2 separate regions of the Mus musculus genome follow, and region 1 is linked to region 2. Evidence: chromatin contacts called from public HiChIP or PLAC-seq data. All regions are on one chromosome and are shown on one strand. Each heading gives the region's core, a stretch centred on a gene start, on an enhancer-like site or on the middle of the called end of the contact. The rest is flanking DNA. Distances are from core to core; before and after follow the strand shown.

Region 1 (3,449 bases), core at 114-2,613, 220 kb after region 2:
TTCCTTCGTCAAAGCCCGGAGTGTGTTGCCTTTCTCTGGGCTTAATCGTGTCTTTAGTCTTTCCCCTGAGATTCACCCTGGAAAGGTTTGTGTATTCTAAGTATTTATGAGACTCAGGAACGTTTTTTCTTTTTGTTAATTATTTATTGTCACCCATTTATTTATCTATTTATTTTAACTGTATTATGTTTGTGCATGTGTGTATGTGTGTGCTATGGCTTAAAAAAGGCTGCTTGGGACAGCATGATAGTTCAGTAGATAGGATACTTGGTGACAAACCTGACAAGTATTGTTGGAGCACACATGGTGGAAGGCACACATGCACTAATAAATACATGTCATTTTAAAATGTAAAGGGAGATTGGAATTCCAGGCCAGCATCAGCTACATGAGTTCAAGTTCAGTGTGAGCTACCTGAGACTGTGTCAAAAACAATATTGCTTTGAACGGAATCAATGCACGCATTTGCTTTATGGGATAACCTCTTCAGGTTCTGCGTTTACTAGCCAAGAGCATCCTGACCGGTGACAAGGTGACATAGGCTGAGGGGCTGAATGACGGGTGAGCTGTGGTAATGAGCAGCAGGAAAAAGTGGAAGGAGGACTCAACTCTCTTCCTCACACATCTGCAGATGACCAGGGAGGTTATGAGTCTTCCTGGACGTGGGATACACCTTCAGGAAGGGGTCTGTTCAAGGGGACCCCCACCACAACCAAGCCTGGATCCACAGTTACCACTAGCACCAGCAAGAGTCCCGGCCACCCCTTTCCAGCTCCAAGGGCCCGTGCAGGTGAGGCATGGGCAAAGAGGCCTGGGGAGTATGTGTCCTGGGGTACAGAGATGGGCTCCAAGCTCCTAGGGGTAACTACTTCTTACTTCAAAGATCAAGCAGAGAGACAGCCTCGAACTCACACACTTCCTCCTGCCTCTGACTCTAAAAGGCTGGGGTTGAAAGCATGGGCCACCACGCCTGACTAACTCACTTCTTTTCATTCAGTTTAGAACCCCAGCCCAAGCGATAGATATGGTTGTTTCTCCCTCCTCAATAAAATCTCTCTGTAAACTCCCATATAGACATGTTCAGACCTGTGTCCCCTGGGTGATTCCAAATCTTGTCAAGTTGACAGTGAACGTTAATTATCACATAGAGTCTCACTGTGGGTGTTTCCTAGGAGTCTTCTCGTATCCCAAAGCGTGTTCATCTTTCTGGTCCCCTGGGCTCTTTCTCCACTCTGTACTTGTAGGCATCTGTGTTCCCCGCATAGGCCACCAGGTGGCGGCAGGGACCTCGCAAGAGTTGAGGAGGAGGGGCACTAGGGCCTGGTGAAATCTGCCGGTGACCCATGATGTCACGAAGATCTTTGCCTTCCCATTGGTCTTCTCCTCAAGGGACTTTGCGGAATACGTAGATAGGGCAATAGGGCAGACTGACCTCTGACCGATCTGCCCCTCTTTTCTCCAACTCCAGGTTCACCAAGGAAGCCAACACCTGAGCGCCGGCCGCTGCCCACCTCAGCCACCACCTCATCTCCTGCTTCCTCCTCTTCACCAGAGCCTTCTGGCTCACGGCAGACCTCTGGCTCCTGGCCACAACTCATCCCAGACTCAAAGCAGGAGGGGACCTCTAGCTCCCCCAAACCATCTCTACTCACCCCAGGACTTCCCTCCCCAGCAACCTTTGCCTTGTCCACTCCTAATACCAGTTTGCTTCCAACACGTTCCCCAGAGCTTTCAGGCAGCCCAACACCCACCTCCCCTGAAGGGCTAACCTCTGCCTCCTCTATGCTATCAGAAGTGAGCAGGCTTTCTCCTACCTCAGAGCTGACTCCAGGACCTGATACAACACCAGCACCTGAAATAATCCCAGAAAGTTCTGACTCCTCAGACCTCCCCATGAACACCAGGACCCCCACACAGCCGTTTACAGCCTCTCACCCCACCAGCATCCCTCAACTCAACACAACTTCTTACCCCACCATTGCCCCTCAACCTACCACAAACCCTCAGCAACCCAGGAGCCCTCACCCCGCCACAAGTCCTCAACCTCCCACCAATACTCACCCTTCCTCAACCCCTGCCACCCCTACAGAGTCCCTTCCATCCTCCCGAAAGACAGAACTTTCCTCTCCCACTAAGCCTAGACTAAACTCAGAGTTGACCTTTGAGGAAGCCCCATCCACAGACGCATCCCAGACGCAGAACCTAGAGCTCTTTCTAGCCTCGGAGTCCGGCCCCTCCAGTCCCTCTCCAGCCTCAAACTTGGACCCACTACCCACAGATGCCTTCAAACCACCCAGAAGCCAGACCTTACACTCAGCTTCAGACCACCTCACTCAAGGGCCAACCCCTAATCACAACCCAGATCCTTTTGGGCCATGTGTGTCCCCATTACCACCAGTAAGGGTCATGGCTTGTGAGCCACCTGCCTTGGTGGAGCTGGTAGGTGCTGTGAGGGAGGTGGGTGACCAGCTGCAGAGACTGACCTGGGTCCTGGAGCAGGACCGGCAGGAGCGCCAAGTCCTGGCACTGGGCCTAGCCCAGTTGGTAGAGGCTGCTCAGGGGTTGGGGCAGCTGAGTGAGACTGTAAAGAGGCTAGCAGAGGTGGCCTGGCCCCCCAGCACTCCTGTGCCCATGACCACCACCACAGAGGAGGAGGAGAGGCCTCTGAGGGGAGATGTGTGACCCACTCTGAAATTCACGGTGCTTAAGATACTCTTAAACAAAAGCCAACGTATGTACAATCGAAGTGTGGGTGTTGTTACTGGGGAGCAGGGGCTCTGGAGGGACAGAATTACAATGCTGATCCTAACTTGTCAATGCCATCTGTGATGGCGTTGGAGATCATGGTGAGGTGATGGCAGTTGATGGTCATGTGCTCACGGTATTGATGATGATGGCAGGGTGACAGTGGTGTTGATAGGGATCATGGTTAGTGACAGGATGGCGCTTATGGTGAAGGTCATGGTGATGGTCACAATGCTGTGATGGTGGTTGGTGGTCATGGTGGTTGTGATGATGGGATGATGGCAATAATGGTGTGATGATGTCAGTGGCGATGAGCGTGATGACAAAGATGGTGTGGTGGTGTTGTGGTATAATGATGAAGATGGTGGTCACGGTGTTACCGATGAAAGCCGTGATTGTGTGTGGATGGTGATGGTGATGTTAGTTGTGAAGGTTATGATGGTGTGGGGGAGTAATTTTGTGGTGACTCTGGTGATGGCGTTGATAACAGTGATGATGGTATTGGTGGTGGTGGTGATGGTGAACTGTGGATGGTGGTGATTACAGTGGTGATGGTATTGATGGTTATGGTGAAACACAGTGAGTGTGATGGTGGTAGTGATGAAGAGGTGATGTTGGTAATGGCGGAGACGTGATGACACTGATGTGCTAGCAATGCTGGTGCTAATGTTGATCATGCTAGTGGTGATCATTATGACAGTCCT
Region 2 (3,919 bases), core at 100-2,599:
AATGTAGTCCAGTTCCCCCCGCCCCCCAGGTTGCTTTCCAGCGCATCTCACCTGGAAGTTGCCTACTATGGAGGTACCCAGGGCACAAAGGATCCCCGACCACAGAATTAGCTGGTTTTGCCAGGTTTTGACGCCCCAGTCCCGGAGTTGGTGATGACGCACAATGCAGATCCAAACAGCTAGGAAAGAGAAGTGAGAGGCAAACTCATCACAGGATTCGCAGCTGGAGGGGAAGATTTGAAACAGGAAAATGCTGGTGTCCCAGTTAAACATAGGATGAGGGAAGAAGGGATTTGGAGGTACGGGCTTGGAGGTTTGAGGGAGACGGACTGGGATCTGGATTCCTGGATCTGAGGGGGAAAGACTGGGGTATGGACTCTGGGTCTGAGAGAAGAGAATTGGGGTCTAGACTCCTGGGTGTGAGGAAGGAGGTCTGGGGCATGAACCTTGGGGTCTGAGGGAAGAAGGCTCCTGGCTTTCAGGGAAACCAGTTGCTCTGGTCTGAGGAAGGAGGAGATGGGGACCCTTTAGGCACCTTTGGGCTGGCAGTGAAAGGAAAGGTATAGAAATACTTACTTAGAGCAGCTCCTATATTGAGGACTTGGCCGAAAATGCAGCTCTGAGGAGCATAAGAGCCACAGATACTGCAAAAGAAGAACAGGGTCATCTTTTGGCTCCTCCCAGACAAGACCCTCTATTTGCCTCCCCCATCACCACCTCAGCCATAACAACCTGATAAAAGGGAAGCCTTCGTTGAGGTCCACAGAACCATTAACCACAGCGATTGCAAAACTGAGACGAGAGGAATACAGGAAGTTAGTAAGTGGATCTTGTAGAGAGCTTTCCTTTCTGTTCCCTAAACCAAACACTTCCCTGTGTTAATGGACTTCTGGCCTCTATCCTGTGTCACAAGAAGCCATCCAAAAACCAGCTGTCTTCCCTCAGACCCAAAAATCCAAACATTAGCTCTCCTCCCTCAGACCTGGAGTCCAGTCCCCAGCCCTCCTCCCTCAGACCTGGAGTCCAGTCCCCAGCCCTCCTCCCTCAGACCTGGAGTCCTGTCCCCAGCCCTCCTCCCTCAGACCCAGGAATCTAGCCCTCCTTCAGACCCAAAAGTCCAGACCCCAATCTTCCTCCCTCAGACCCAAGCATCCTTTAGGGCCTCTGCTACTTACACAATCCAGATGCCAGCTATAGCCCACAGAAATAAGATGACAGGCAGCAAGGACAGGTAATTCCACATTGCTGCGCTCTGCAGTGGAAGTGAAGAAGCTGGATCTCCAAGCAGTCTTTAGGTGTGTGGTGCTGAAGACGGCCCACCTGCTTTTGTGGTCCCACTGGCTGGAAGCCTGGCCTTGCTCGGGGCTCTTTTCCCTATCTTCTTCAGACCCAATCAACTGTTGTTGGTCTGTTTTCCTGGCTCTTCACTGCCAGCTCCCAGGCTCCGGGTTCCCTTAGGGCCCTCACCTTTCCAAGTTCCCTCAAATTCTCTCCATTTCCTTAATACATTTAGATCTGAGTGGCAGTACCAGGTGATTCCAGGTGTGGCAAAAGAAGGCAGGCCTCCGAATTCCGGAAGAGGCAAAGTCCAGGCTGAGTGTGTATGAGATATTCAGCTTTGGGTCTAATCAGTAGTCATCGTCTGTAATCTACCCAAACAACTACTTCCTGTCTCAGATTCGTAAAAGGGACACTCTTGCTTCAGGGAGCCCCTAACTTCCTTCCTACAGTTTTGTGGGTTCAACGTCCAAATCCCCCGGTACTTTATCCTCCCCACAAACTACATACAGCTCCCTGAATGCATACATACATGTCACTTCTGGAGTCCAGCCACCATTACCTACCTGCAAATGCAGGTCTCTTTTCTGGAGTCTTCTATAGCCCCTGCTGACCTGGAGTTGGTGATGTTCCCGTCCTGTCTCCTGAAGAGCTGTAGGCTGCTTGTCCATTCTGGGATTGTGCCTTCTGGGTTCAGTCTTTTGGGTTGCTTGATGTGGGATCTTGATGATCCCACCCCACACGCTCCTCTTCTCTTCCCTTCCCCTCACCCTTTCTTTTTCTGTTCTAACAAGAGTTCCCCAGGCTGGTGAGATGGCTCAGCGGTTAAGAGCACTGACTGTTCTTCCAGAGGTCCTGAGTTCAAATCCTAGCAACCACATGGTGGCTCACAACCACCTGTAATGATATCTGACACCCTCTTCTGGGGTGTCTGAAGACAGCTAGAGTGTACTTATGTATAATAATTGGCCCTGAGCGAGCAGGATTGACCAGAGCGAGCAGAGGTCCTAAAAAAATTCAATTCTGAACAACCACATGAAGGCTTACAACCATCTGTATAGCTACAGTGTACTCATATACATAAAATAAATAAATAAATCTTTTTTAAAAATTCCCACAATGGGCAGGGTGTGAGTGGGGAAGGTGATAGTGGTTATAAGATCCCCATCTGCAATCTCTACCCCCACAAGCAGCTTCTTAGACTTTCTATCTTTGTTTTCTGAGACAGGATGGATCTTAGTACATAGCCTAGATTGACCTCGGATGCAAGATTCTCCTACCCCGGCCTTCCTAGTGCTGGGATTAGGGCCTAGAGAGACAGCTCAGTGGATAACAGCACTTGTTCTGGAAACCTGAACATCTGGATTTGAATACCCAGTACCCACCACACAAGCAGGCCTGTTTGTGCACACCACTGTTGCAGCAACAAAGTCAAAGACAGATTCCCAAGAGCCAGCCTAGCCTAAAAGACAACAAGCATCCCTTCGGATGAGGAGACCTGAGGGAACAGGGAGAAGGTAAAGAAACCATCTGACATCTCCTCTAGCCCTAACTTGTATGCGTGCACTCACATGGTGCTACATGCCCTCCCCCAATGAAATAATAATGGTAATGATAAAAATAATTAATGGCTGGTGAGATGGCTCAGTGGGTAAGAGCACCCGACTGCTCTTCCGAAGGTCGGAAGTTCAAATCCCAGCAACCACATGGTGGCTCACAACCACCCGTAATGAGATCCGATGCCCTCTTCTGGTGCGTCTGAAGACAGCTACAGTGTACTTTACATATAATAAATAAATAAATAAATAAATAAATCTTTAAAAAATAATAATAATTAGTGTCAAGCCGGCCACTGGTGGCACACTCCTTTAATCCCAGCACTCAGGAGGCAGAGACAGGCAGAACTCTTAAGTTTGAGGCAGCCAGCCTTGTCTACATGGCAAGGACAGCCAGGGCTACATTGTAACAGCCAGGGCTAAACCTAGAAACCCTGTCTCAAAAACCAAATTATAAAGAATGGCCAGTAAGACAGCAATAGACAGGATACCTGCTGCGAGGCGGGAGGGCGGACTTGAGTCCCGATTTTCATCTCTGGGACACGCACGATAGAGAGAGCTGGTGAACTGAGCCCTACACTCATGCCATGGCACGGGCAAAGTCAGCAAAGCAATAATTGACAATAATCACCAAAGCCAGCTGCCATCCCCCTTCGAGCCCTTGCTCCCTTCTCGTACCCTCACGCTTACGTCATATCTCCATCTTCAGCTGAGGAGTCAGGAGTCTAAATCCTTTCCCTTTCCCCATCAGCACCCACCTCCTCTTTCTCTATGTGCTAACCCAGAACTCGGAGATCCACCTACCTACCTCTGCCCCTGAGTGCTGGAATTAAAGGTGTTGGACCACTACACTTGCCTAGCTTTTCTGTTTTTGTTTTTGTTTTTTAAAGATGGTCTCATGTAGCCCAGGCTGGCCTCAAATTTACCATGCAGCGAGGTTAACCATGAACTCTTAATTCTCCTTGCCTCCACTTCCAGAGTGTTGGGAACCTAATTAGTTTAGACCTATTTTTTTTTTTTTTTTGGTTCTTTTTGAGACAGGGTTTCTCTGTGTAGCCCTGGCTGTCTTGGAACTCACTCTGTAG

What was found. HiChIP or PLAC-seq counts read pairs in DNA pulled down with a chosen protein or histone mark.
Region 1: a contact with region 2 is called in an H3K4me3 HiChIP or PLAC-seq map of bone marrow-derived macrophages, with 3 times the contacts expected there. The contact joins the enhancer-like site here to the promoter of Tmem150b in region 2. A contact is called at or near these places in 2 of 39 promoter capture datasets (liver and pre-B cells), 15 of 484 Hi-C or Micro-C datasets (the N1E-115 cell line, cortical neurons, cumulus cells and 8 more), 2 of 115 datasets of contacts at active chromatin or transcription factors (bone marrow-derived macrophages and embryonic stem cells) and 2 of 9 other capture datasets (adipose tissue and embryonic stem cells).

The regions. Positions count from the first base shown.
Region 1 is chr7:4,942,083-4,945,531 of GRCm38.p6, forward strand. It overlaps Ssc5d (scavenger receptor cysteine rich family, 5 domains), which reads left to right. Exons shown (of 14, transcript NM_173008.3): 13 at 632-790; 14 at 1,469-2,746. The coding sequence ends at 2,682. Among named protein-coding and RNA genes, the nearest start is that of Ssc5d, 18 kb to the left of the region's middle. Within about 2 kb of position 1,364, at least 64 of the 459 cell types and tissues checked have an H3K27ac peak or open chromatin away from gene starts, as enhancers often do. A contact at or near this core is called in adipose tissue and bone marrow-derived macrophages, where this site is marked.
Region 2 is chr7:4,723,733-4,727,651 of GRCm38.p6, forward strand. Tmem150b (transmembrane protein 150B) reads right to left here and starts at 1,350. Exons shown (of 6, transcript NM_001142792.1): 1 at 1,176-1,350; 2 at 733-792; 3 at 577-644; 4 at 52-179. The coding sequence starts at 1,243.